4 separate regions of the Mus musculus genome follow, and regions 1, 2 and 3 are each linked to region 4. Evidence: chromatin contacts called from public HiChIP or PLAC-seq and promoter capture Hi-C data. All regions are on one chromosome and are shown on one strand. Each heading gives the region's core, a stretch centred on a gene start, on an enhancer-like site or on the middle of the called end of the contact. The rest is flanking DNA. Distances are from core to core; before and after follow the strand shown.

Region 1 (2,700 bases), core at 90-2,589, 1.6 Mb before region 4:
TCATCTAAGCCTCACCAAGAGGACCTTGGGCTTCCTGAAGAGAAGACATTTCTGGAGTGATGCTGACACCTGGTATGAGAATAAGCTTTCAAGTAGGCGCTACATGATTAAAAAGACACAGGTGTCCTCCATCAATTCTGACCCCTTTCAGTTCTATAATTCCAGAACACTGTGACACTTCCCAAGGATAGAGCTCCTCCATCTGCAGGCTTGTAACCCAGGCAAGCTTGCTTTTAGTAGTTAGCTTGAGTATTGTAGCTGATCTCTAATCACAATCTTTTTTTTTTTTCAAATGTTTCTTTGTCTTCTTTTAAAATTAATTATTTTATTTTACTGGATATTTACATTTCAAATATTATCCCTTTTACTGGTCTCCCTCCAAAAACCTCCTCCCCTTATCCACTCCCCGTCACCCTGCTCACCAACTCACCCACTCCCACTTCCTGTCTCTGGCATTCCCCTACACTGGGGCATAGAGCCTTCACAGGACCAAGGGCTTCGCCTTCCATTGATGACAGACTAGGCCATCCACTGCTACATAGGTAGCTGGAGCCATGAGTCCCACTATGTGTACTCTTTGGTTGGTGGTTTAGTCCCTGGGAGCTCTGGGGGTACTGGTTGGTTCATATTGTTGTTTCTCCTATGGGGTTGCAAACCCCTTCAGCTCCTTTCTTAATATTGTGGATGAACACAATCCTTCTTAAAATAATTGGATATAAAGTAGATTTTTGTTGATTTTTTAAATTGGTGGCAAAAGGCATTTCTTATTTTTTAAAAAAGAGCCTTTCTATCTCTTTACTTAATGATATGAGCAAGTAAAAATTGTAGTCAATCGCTTATACTGTATGGGATTATATGCAGATAATACTAGAAAATATTCAAAGTAATTAATTGAGATTAATTGATTTCTTAATAATGAAGGTATTTTGATATTTTATTACATATATGTACATATGATATATTCTATATAGAAAGATGATAACATATTCTTTGTGTTTTATAAACATTCCATTATGCATAGATTCAGGGGGACTGAGTACAACTATAGAAATAAAGAGAGGAGACTTTCCTAAGAAATGAACACACTTGGGCTATTCTTTCCTCACACAAGTTAGGAAAATCCTTGCAGAGAATGATATACTAGCTTCCAAGCTATCATCTCTTTGGTTATTTGTAGTTGAAGTAATTCATCTCAAAGGAATATATTTCCAGGATAGGTAACGATGGCTGGGAGGTATGAGGCTTCTAATCATAGTGATGTACTTACAGAGTGAAATGCAGCAAACAGCCTGATGAACAGATGCTGGTAACACTCCGAAGCTGCTTCCGTGCCCACGGCTGCCAACACCTTACCTCATGGCTTCCGTGCTCACGGTTGAGCTGCCAGCAAAACGTGTCCACGGGCCCTCGTGTTTCCTAGTGCATATTTCTCTTAGCTTATCGCATGAATCTCAAATATACCTAATGATATGATATGAAACTGATCGTAACTCACAAAGTGCAGAAAAGTGTGAAGGCACTAGGAAGCAGCACGCTACCCAAAGGTCTGATAAACACAGTTTCATGCAGAAGAATGATCCTGCCATTACACCGGACTGAGTTCTTCATGTCTTCCTGCTTCAATTATCTCAGCGGGAACGTGATATACGATATCACTGGTTCTCAAGTCTGGCTGTAAATTAAATTTTCCTTGAAAGCCTAAAAGAATCCTTCCTCCAATATAAACTCAGAGTCTACAAAAATAAGCACAGCCTGGTTATGTTTAGTATTTATCAAAATTTCGGGGTAGTTTTGTGTGTATGAGACTTCAGAAACATTGAATTGAGCATTTGGTTAAGACTGTACTGTCTTTAATTTTCTGCATTTTCTAGGAAGGGTCAATCTTGACTGGTTTTCTCCACCCTCTTTGTTTCTCTGCAGAATGTAACAAGGTTACACTATTATTACAGATGCGAATTTTTATATGTTTTATATGCATCTGACTATATTCCCAGGTAAGACTCATGAAGGAAAGCTATTTCATGTGTATCAAGTAACTGCTTAGAGATAATTTACAGCTAGCATGCTAGTATAATGCCCTTTTCTATCTTAGAATCATAACACTTTCATGCCAAGGAGTTCCAATGAAATAATGTTTAGCAAGTCCACATGGAAAATATATCTTATCTCTGTCCTTATACTTTGAGTCATTTATTAGAATTTGTTGTATTTTGGGGCTAGAGAGATGGTTTTGGCAGATAGGAACACTAGGTGGCTTTTGCAGAAGACCTGAGTTTGCTTCCTAGAAATTAAATCCAGTGGTTTACAGTTGCCTACACCACCAGCTCCAGCTAATGTCCTTTCCTAAGTACCTGCAGTCACATGAATATACCCTCACATATACACAGACATTAAAAACAATAAAAGATATTTTAATTTAAAAATAATTACAATGAGCTTTTTTAATGGGAAAATATGTAATTGTCAATTAGCTTTTAATTTGAGGCTTAAAGTTATTTCTTTTTTGTCAGTGCTAAAGGTATTGTTGATGTCAAGAAATGTTCAATTGTTCTCTTAATTTGCCATGACAGTGAAAATGGACTCTGGTGTTTTTAGCAAGTAGCTTTGAGTTCTCACCTTGTATAAGTGTTGCTTGCCATTGGCTGAATTTCTTGGCCTTATGACCTGTGCTGGAATTCATATGCTTTCTGTCTATTTGGA
Region 2 (2,700 bases), core at 146-2,645, 1.1 Mb before region 4:
AATCCTATAGTTTTATGATCATTATAAATTGAAACCACACACACCGATTAGCTTATATTATGGTGTTGTCAAACCCAGAGAATTGGAGATGTCAAAATTATGCACAATTACTGTCTCTACATTGAGACAGATATGGGAAAACTAAGATATAGTTTCTCTGTATCCTAGCATTGATCATACTCAATACTAGATCAACCTTGTCTTGAGCTGCCAGTTGTAAGCAGCAGCCTTACCCCTATATACAAAAGATTCTCATATTATTCTAGCAATATCTTAAGAGATTTTTTTCAGAAGAAATATTAAGCAATGACATCTTAAGCAGTGTTTTATACAAATACTTACTCATCAATATCATTGTCCTCATAACATTGATTTTACAGTTAAGGTACATGTTTGGATGATTAAATATAATGTACATTTGTAAATCATTAAATAATAAACTATTTCTTTAAGCAATCTCCACTGGTAGGTGCCCATCTTTCTAACGTTGTTTACGATGGAAATGGTTGATCTTCCTTCACTCCACCAAAGTAGTTTCTGTTCAACTTTCACTGCTTAAGAAAATAGAATTATCTCATTGTGTTTTCCATTTTAGATTATTACTATAAACATAAATTCTTATAGTCTTTCTTTTTCATTCACGAGCGTAAATGCCAACGTAGCTTCAATACAATGAAGAAACTGTTTTCATTCCTACCTGAAAGTGAACTCTATTTCTTAGTTAAAACAACTAACATGAAGGATTGTTATTTACAAATTGATAACTTAAAAAGTAAATGACCATGGGGCGTGGTGGCGCACATCTTTAATCCCAGCACTCGGGAAGCAGAGGCAGGCAGATTTCTGAGTTCGAGGCCAGCCTCGTCTACAAAGTGAGTTCCAGGACAGCCAGGACTACACAGAGAAACCCCGTCTCAAAAACACCAAAAAAAAAAAAAAAAAAAAAAAAAAAGTAAATGACCATTTGTCACCTAACTACTCTCTATGCATTGATGCATAAGATTTTTTTTTCCTAAATGCTTGTAGAGTCGATTTCAACCAGGGAATCTGTGTTTACTTGGCTGAGCGCTCAAATCAGAATGAGGAAATCCTTAAGCAATTCTGTAGAGTGTAAGTAGGTATCTTAGACCAAGTTCCACTTTTATGAGGAAACACCATGACAGAGGCGACTCTTATAAAGGCAAACATTTAATTGGCCTTGCGTACAGTGCAGAGTTTAGTTCAGTATCAGCCTGATGGTGATGTAGACTGAGAGTTGTTTCTGAGGATTAAAGAAGCAGGAAGAGAGAGGACACTTGGCCCAGGTTGTACTTTTGAAACCCTAAAGCTGACCCTCAGTGACACTCTTTTCCCCACAAAGCCACACTTCCTAATCCCTGTCAAGTAGCTAGAAGTAAGTCCTAAGCATTCAGACAGATGAGCCTATGTAGGCCATTGTTATTCAAACTACCACAGTAGGACACATCTCCTCAAAAAGCAATCTACTTGCTGCTGTGCTACCCACCATGAATGTACTAAACTTTTCATTTAGTTCCTATTCTTCCTTCTCATGACAAGAAGTGTTACCTTCCAAACTTGGTTATCAAAAACAAAAATAAAACAAAAACCAAAAAACAAACAAACAAATAAAAAAAGCAGGTGGAAAGGGGGAAAACATCTAATAAAAATTCAAGGAAAAAAAGAAAGAAAAACAATGTAATAATAAAAAATGTCCAAGGTAACTAAGAATTTTCAAATAAAATAAGAAGAAACAAAATTGGAAAAAATGGAAATGGAAATGTGTATTTAAGTTGTGAACTCATTCATTGGTTTTATTGAAGGGAAAGATTACAAATTTATTTTAACATATTGTAAATTAATTTAATACCCCTTTTAAAGATTGAATTCATATATTTTGGTAACTATATAAAATATTTTTGTTTTTATTTTCCTTTACATTCATTCTCACAACTTTCCAATAACAAAACTTTATGAAAATACAAAGCTTCAAAAGAAAAATCAAGAAAAGGTCAACATCACCTTCTTCTAACCACTAGTGATCACTTCTTGTGTGACTTTTTAAAACTTCGTGATACAGCCCACAGTAGATATCATTGTTCTTTGACTTTTTTTCATTTTTTCATTCTCTTACTCTCTTCTTCTTTTTTTTTTTTTTGCTCTTTATTTTCTTTCTTTTTATTTTGCAGAATATTTTCATGAATTATTTTTACTTTTCCCAGTAATACCTTTTGAGATTGGAAAAGAATTGTTAGGAAGAGGCTGGTGGGTCCAAGGAGAGTAATGGTGGTCCAAGCTGCAGAAGTGAGACAAAATTGTATGCTGTAACCTAGTGAGAGAAGCAAGGAATACACACACACACACACACACACACACACACACACACACACACACAAAGGCACGCACCTCGTACATTTTTGTATAGGTGTTTTATTTGTCTTTTCAGTTTTATTACATCTTCTGCTAAAAAAAAAATTACATTTTTGTAATTTGTTTTTATATTTCATCTGCCCTCTTGAGTCCTCCATTTATTTTCATGATGCTTGGACATAGACATTTTATCCTGTGATATATAATACTAAAAAAATAAAATCTCAAATACCATGAAGAAAACAATCAGCTGGTTCTACCAAAAAACTATTTTACTTCTGAGGATAGGAAACTGTAACCGGAAAGAAACCACAGGGGCCCCAAACCCCAGTT
Region 3 (2,700 bases), core at 131-2,630, 1.7 Mb before region 4:
CTCAGTCCATCAAAAAAAAAAAAAAAAACCATGAGAGCTGAGCACGGTGCTAAAATGAGGACTCTAGAGCTACCAATATTTATAAAAGAGGATAATAGAAAACTCTTAGTCAGCATATATAAAATGTGGGGTTGGAGATGGCTCAGTAGTTCAGAGCACTGGCTGCACTGCCAAAGGACCTAGTCTTGATACCCAGCATCCATGTGACAGCACTCAACTTCCTGTAACTGTAGACCCAGAGGATCTGATGCCCTCTCCTCTTCTGGACTCTGTAGGCACTGCATGCATATGGTGTTCTGAGAGTGCAGGTAAAACTCAAAATACAAATAACATAAAATGAAATATAATTTAAAAGACATATTTAGTTTTATGAGATACATTCTTTTCCAATTTAAAACTTTTTGCTGTGTTTTTATAAAAGGATCAATGCATCCTCAATTCAACCTTCAAATGTATTACTGTAATGTCTATGGAAGTAAAAGATAACCTTTGTGGCCATATCTGAAATACCCCAGTGACAGGGTGCACTACTACTTATGAGGGGCAGGGGCTAGCAACCTTCAGAACCAGCTATAGCTGGCGATATGACTTTATCCTTTGTGCTTACAATAAAAGGCTATTGAAGGATATCAAGTAGTGTCATTAAATGCTCATGCTTTTATTTGGAAAAAATTCTCAAGAAAGTAAACTCTGTGTCAACTACCTAGAATGGCACATGTTTTCTGCAGTTTTCAGTTACAATTTTGTTAACCATAGCTGAAGGTTTTCAGAGCTAAATCAGGTTAGTAATCAAGTTCTCGAGAATTTTATTCTTATTTCCTAATACCGGGTAGTATATTATACATCAGCTATGAAAAGAAAATGTATTACTTCATCTAGAAACACTTCTTTTTATATTGTTTAGATAAATTGTGAGTTAGCAGCGAGCTGCAATTTCAAGAGTCATGATTTATCCATTTAATATAAACTAAAAAGATAGAGCATATTTATTGTGGATTGTGAATACCTCCCCAGTGTTTAAATGTCCTTGGATCATACTGTATGCCTAGGTAAAACTTCAAAACCCATTTTAGAATCAGTTTCACTTCATCACAGTGGGCTACTAATGGGAAATAAAAAAAGGAAAATATTTTCACACATGGTTGGCAAACCAAATCTGCCGAGGTTTTCTATAAGTCTAGCTTGCTGTTGTCTGCTATTTAATTAACCAGTGAACAAATAAAATGTCTTCAGTTTAATTTTCATTCCGTAGCTCAATACTGTAAACTATTCACAGCATAATTAAAAGTCCTGAATTCTCTCAGGAATGATATTACCAGTAAGCAACCAACCCAGGAAATGGAGAAGCCTGACTGTTACCCTGCTAAATTGTGTGTGCTAATAAAGCCTCACTGGTGTGCCTTACTTAAACTGGCTGAGCCAAGGAAACCGCAGCTGGCATCCAAGCTACCTGCTTTTAAAACTCTCCAGGCATCAGAGCCCAAAGAGGTCATTAAAGTTAATATAGGACCAGCATTGTATTCCTTTGAATTTTCTCTATGAGAGGGCTTACTCTCAAACAACACACATTTACTCTAAGGTCACTTGTATAGTTTCTTTTAATTATTATTTTTTTTCCTTTTCGCCTTGAGCAGATGTGATAAAAGAAAGAGAAGACAGGCTTTAAAAGGTAAAGTCCTTAAGAAAAATGCTCAGTACATACATGATGTTTATAAAAGGTCAATTTCCTGCCTGATTTGATGTCTATTATTTAAAGAACGGTTGGTTTGAGTTAAAATAACTGAAGTTGTTCTTCTAGCCCTGAACACAGTCTGACTGGTGCATGATGCACAGAAAATACTCAAACAGCCATAGTGACCTTAAGCATACAGATAATACTCGTAAAACCCCCCTCTTTTTTGCAGAGTTAATCAATGTAACCATTTTTTCCTCCTAAATAGCAAATATTTATGAAACCTAACCCATTATTCATTACATTTACACTTTGAAGCAATGCACTAAAATATTTAACATTGTTGGTCAAATCTAGGTTGTAAGAATGATGCCCCCCCACCTTGGGGATCACAGGACAGGGTCATTGGCTGAAGAACAGGAAGTAAGAATTGCAGGATTAATGCTTTGTCTTGGCAAGGGCTGGGTCTTCTTTCTATTGTGGCATCTAAACTGATCTTGCATTTGAGAAATTATCACTGGACTCACACACATTTATCTAGTGCTAGGGTGAATCTCCCTTGCAGAATACTAGTGACTATAGGGTCACTCCCAGAGGACAGGAGGAGCCAGCCACACTGGGTCTGGTGCTTATTACATGTTACAGGTTTTTTTTAAAGTACATACTATAATAGATTTTGTATGAATATTTGTGTGGGCACACATGACAATAACAATCAGTTCACTTGGAAGTCTTCTATAGCTTTTTCTGATAATCCCTTGTAATGGTGATGATTCACACTTCTTGGTAAACGTCCTTATATTTTTATTGTTATGGCGGCCTGAATCTTAATTAGCGTAATGAATTTGCTCTGAATCTGGTATCCCTTCCAACAGGTAAGAGCAACCCCCTTTCTACTCTGAGAACCAGGCTCAACACATATGTATAGTTAAACTCATTTTCAAATGTTAATGTCCTGACTGTTTCAATATGGCACAGCAATTATAAGAACTGGGTTGTAGAACCATCTTTCTATCTTCTCTGGCCTG
Region 4 (2,700 bases), core at 32-2,531:
TCCTCCGAAGGCTAAAGGGGGGCTCGGCAGCGTCTTCACCTACAAGCTGGGGTCCCCCTTCCCCGAAGCAAAAGGAAGGTGCAGCGCGCGAGGTCGGTCCCCGGGCTCTGCTCTTTATCCCACAGTGTCAAAGTAATCGGAAGGGTCGTCGACCGAGGGGGAGAGCCAAAGTCTCCGCAGCCCCCGGCGGCGCCCGCGGTCGCCCGCTGTCCCCGGCGATGCGCTGCGCGCGGTGGTGCGCTCGGCTCCCGCGACTGCGAGGATCCAGGCGGGCTCCAGCCACCGCCGCTCTTATTCCATCTCCGGTTTGTTTGCTTTGAGCGGCGAGCGAGGACTTTTCCTCTCGCCCCGCGTCGGCTCTCCCTTGCACACAAACGCGCGCGCTCACACGTTCCCCCTCTCCCGCCCTCCCCCGGGTTCTCTAGGGAAAGGCAATTGGACGCGGTGATTCACCTTCAGCAGAGCAGCCTCCGCCGCCGAGCACACTCCTCGAGTTCCCCGGCTCTCCCAGGTCTGCAGGCTCCCGGTGTGGAGCGGTTCTGAGCAGGCTCGCGGGCTGTGCGCTCGGCCGGCGTCCTCCCCGGGAGACGCCTGCGTTCCCGCAGCTCGCACTCGGGTCCCGCGGGTGCCCTCTCGGACACCTGGGCGCCGTCGAGTCGCGTCCACTTAGCAGCAACTCCCGGCCAGCTGCAGCCCCTCGATCGCGCCTCCAAGTGCAGCCGGTAGAGCTCCTCGCATCCCACCCGCCGCCACTCTCCGCATCGTGTGCTCCAAGGGAGGGAACCCCTCTGCTGTCCCCCCAAGTCACGAGCGCGCCGGCACCTTCACCACCTTGGAGGTGCGAGTTCCAGCAGCAGACACAAGCGAGCAGGTGTCGCCTGTGTCACTTCGCCAAAGGCGGGAGTGAGAAAGAACGGAACAAGGGGAGGGGCCCGAGGAAACAAATCCAGATCACCAGAAGAAAAAAAAAAAAAAAGCCAAAAAATAAAATAAAATAAAATAATTTTAAAAAGCAATCAAAGCTTCTCCCTCTCTGAGTCCCACCACAAGCTCTGTACTGTTAAAATACACTAAAGATAATGTTCGAAAGTCACCCCAACGGGCAGAGCCCTGCTAGTCCACCCTAGACCCCTGTTCCACTCAGCGGGCTGGCCGTTGGGAGCGACTGGCCCCACTGTACAAAGCACAGAGAAGGCAGGCAAAGATGGGTTCTGACACTCCAGGCTGAGTTAAGCAGTAAAATGGGACGGCTGGACCGGGAGGCTTTGACTCCCTCTGTCTCCCTCCCAATTCTGTCAGCAGTGGCTGCAGATGCTGAGAGCAAACCACCTTCCTGCAGAAAGAAAAAAAAAAAAAAAAAAGTATAAGACAGCAAACGTTGCAAATGCTGGACTATGTCTCCCTCTAGCGGTAAATCTGGATTAGAACGCTTTGCCGGCTGTCACGGAGACTCATAATTTTTCTTCCAAAAAAATAAACAAGAATTTTCTTACACTATCCGATTTAAGAGGATTTTGAATTTCTACAACTAACAAATTCTGACAGAGTCAAAGTTAAGGGGGTTTTAACACAATCCCATGATAGCATATTCATTGCTAAAGGAATATCCTAACTTTACAGAGATTTCAGAGACAGATCCTAGAAGGTCATGTCCTTAAGGTTTGGCCAAATTGGGTCCTGGTTTAAGCGGTGTACATAAGATCTTCCAAGAAAGGACTTCTTAGACTCAGCTCATTTTGATCGTGCTTATGAATGAGAAAACATTTAAGCTAGTGGTTAGGATAGTACGAAAAATGAGTAAGACTTAGACACAATGAGAGAAAATGTCGACTCTGGAACGCTTACTCAGGGATCTTGTCTGTAACTGACTCCTCTCTCGTTCCACTAGGTTAATTTTTCAAACTAGCTAAATTCTCCCCAGGTCTAAGTAGTTGTGTTTCCCCAGCCCTGAGTCATTGAAAGATTAGCATAATTCTTTCCACCATCTATAAACTACCACTTATTACCATAGTTACTAAGAACTAAGGAATATGTTTTAGCTGGTGATTTTATGGTAACATAATTTAGCCTTATTTTCTATCTAAAGGGTTTTATGTAGTTGATTTGGGAGGGCTATTTTAACAAAGCATTCCTGCAAATTTTATTAAAAAGATTTGTTACGTCAGACACAACTAAGCTAGGCACACCTGTAACTTTGCTGTTTAGAGTTTGTGAACATTGTCATTTAGTGGGAGGTGTGCCTTAGGCATTTGTGTGCTTTTAAATAGAAAATATGTATCAAGGTCATGATTAAACAGTTTTCTATTCATTTTGAATTTTTTATTTATTCTTTTCTAACTTGATCATTGTACTTAGTCTACTCTTTAAAAAAGGCAATAATTTACTTTTTCAATTGGGAGTAACTGAAGCAATTTCAAATAAAAATCCAAAACAAAATAATATAGGGTTTTGAATTTTAATCGATTGTATCTGGTAGGTTTGTGAGACTCCGGGGCATGGCAATCATTGTGCACAACATATCTTCAAATGACCTCTTTCAAAAGACCAGTGTCTCGTATGATTAAAGACTTTTATTTTATCACAATTACATGGTAACTCATTTCCTGGGGGAACAAGGTTTTTTGTTGTTGTTTTTTTTTTCTTTTTAAATAACCTGGCACTGTTTCATTGCAAATCTTACTGTAATTTTCTGTCTGTTGA

Evidence for each region. Promoter capture Hi-C pulls out the DNA fragments that hold promoters and counts their contacts. HiChIP or PLAC-seq counts read pairs in DNA pulled down with a chosen protein or histone mark.
Region 1: a promoter capture Hi-C map of hippocampal neurons shows a contact between it and region 4, with 9 times the contacts expected there. The contact joins the enhancer-like site here to the promoter of Tafa2 in region 4. A contact is called at or near these places in 13 of 39 promoter capture datasets (the 3T3-L1 cell line, the C10 cell line, cranial neural crest and 8 more), 1 of 484 Hi-C or Micro-C datasets (embryonic stem cells), 3 of 115 datasets of contacts at active chromatin or transcription factors (embryonic forebrain, embryonic hindbrain and forebrain) and 1 of 9 other capture datasets (embryonic stem cells).
Region 2: a promoter capture Hi-C map of stem cell-derived epiblast-like cells shows a contact between it and region 4, with 5 times the contacts expected there. The contact joins the enhancer-like site here to the promoter of Tafa2 in region 4. A contact is called at or near these places in 8 of 39 promoter capture datasets (the C10 cell line, cranial neural crest, hippocampal neurons and 4 more) and 4 of 115 datasets of contacts at active chromatin or transcription factors (embryonic forebrain, embryonic stem cells, forebrain and 1 more).
Region 3: an H3K4me3 HiChIP or PLAC-seq map of embryonic limb bud shows a contact between it and region 4, with 14 times the contacts expected there. The contact joins the enhancer-like site here to the promoter of Tafa2 in region 4. A contact is called at or near these places in 5 of 39 promoter capture datasets (the 3T3-L1 cell line, the C10 cell line, cranial neural crest and 2 more), 1 of 484 Hi-C or Micro-C datasets (embryonic stem cells) and 7 of 115 datasets of contacts at active chromatin or transcription factors (embryonic forebrain, embryonic hindbrain, embryonic limb bud and 4 more).

The regions. Positions count from the first base shown.
Region 1 is chr10:124,898,885-124,901,584 of GRCm38.p6, reverse strand. No RefSeq gene overlaps it. Among named protein-coding and RNA genes, the nearest start is that of Gm36719, 97 kb to the left of the region's middle. Within about 2 kb of position 1,339, at least 3 of the 459 cell types and tissues checked have an H3K27ac peak or open chromatin away from gene starts, as enhancers often do. A contact at or near this core is called in hippocampal neurons, where this site is marked.
Region 2 is chr10:124,399,301-124,402,000 of GRCm38.p6, reverse strand. No RefSeq gene overlaps it. Among named protein-coding and RNA genes, the nearest start is that of Gm36719, 600 kb to the left of the region's middle. Within about 2 kb of position 1,395, at least 3 of the 459 cell types and tissues checked have an H3K27ac peak or open chromatin away from gene starts, as enhancers often do. A contact at or near this core is called in stem cell-derived epiblast-like cells, where this site is marked.
Region 3 is chr10:124,926,106-124,928,805 of GRCm38.p6, reverse strand. No RefSeq gene overlaps it. Among named protein-coding and RNA genes, the nearest start is that of Gm36719, 70 kb to the left of the region's middle. Within about 2 kb of position 1,380, at least 2 of the 459 cell types and tissues checked have an H3K27ac peak or open chromatin away from gene starts, as enhancers often do. A contact at or near this core is called in embryonic limb bud, where this site is marked.
Region 4 is chr10:123,262,657-123,265,356 of GRCm38.p6, reverse strand. Tafa2 (TAFA chemokine like family member 2) reads right to left here and starts at 1,281. Exons shown (of 5, transcript NM_001252387.1): 1 at 1-1,281.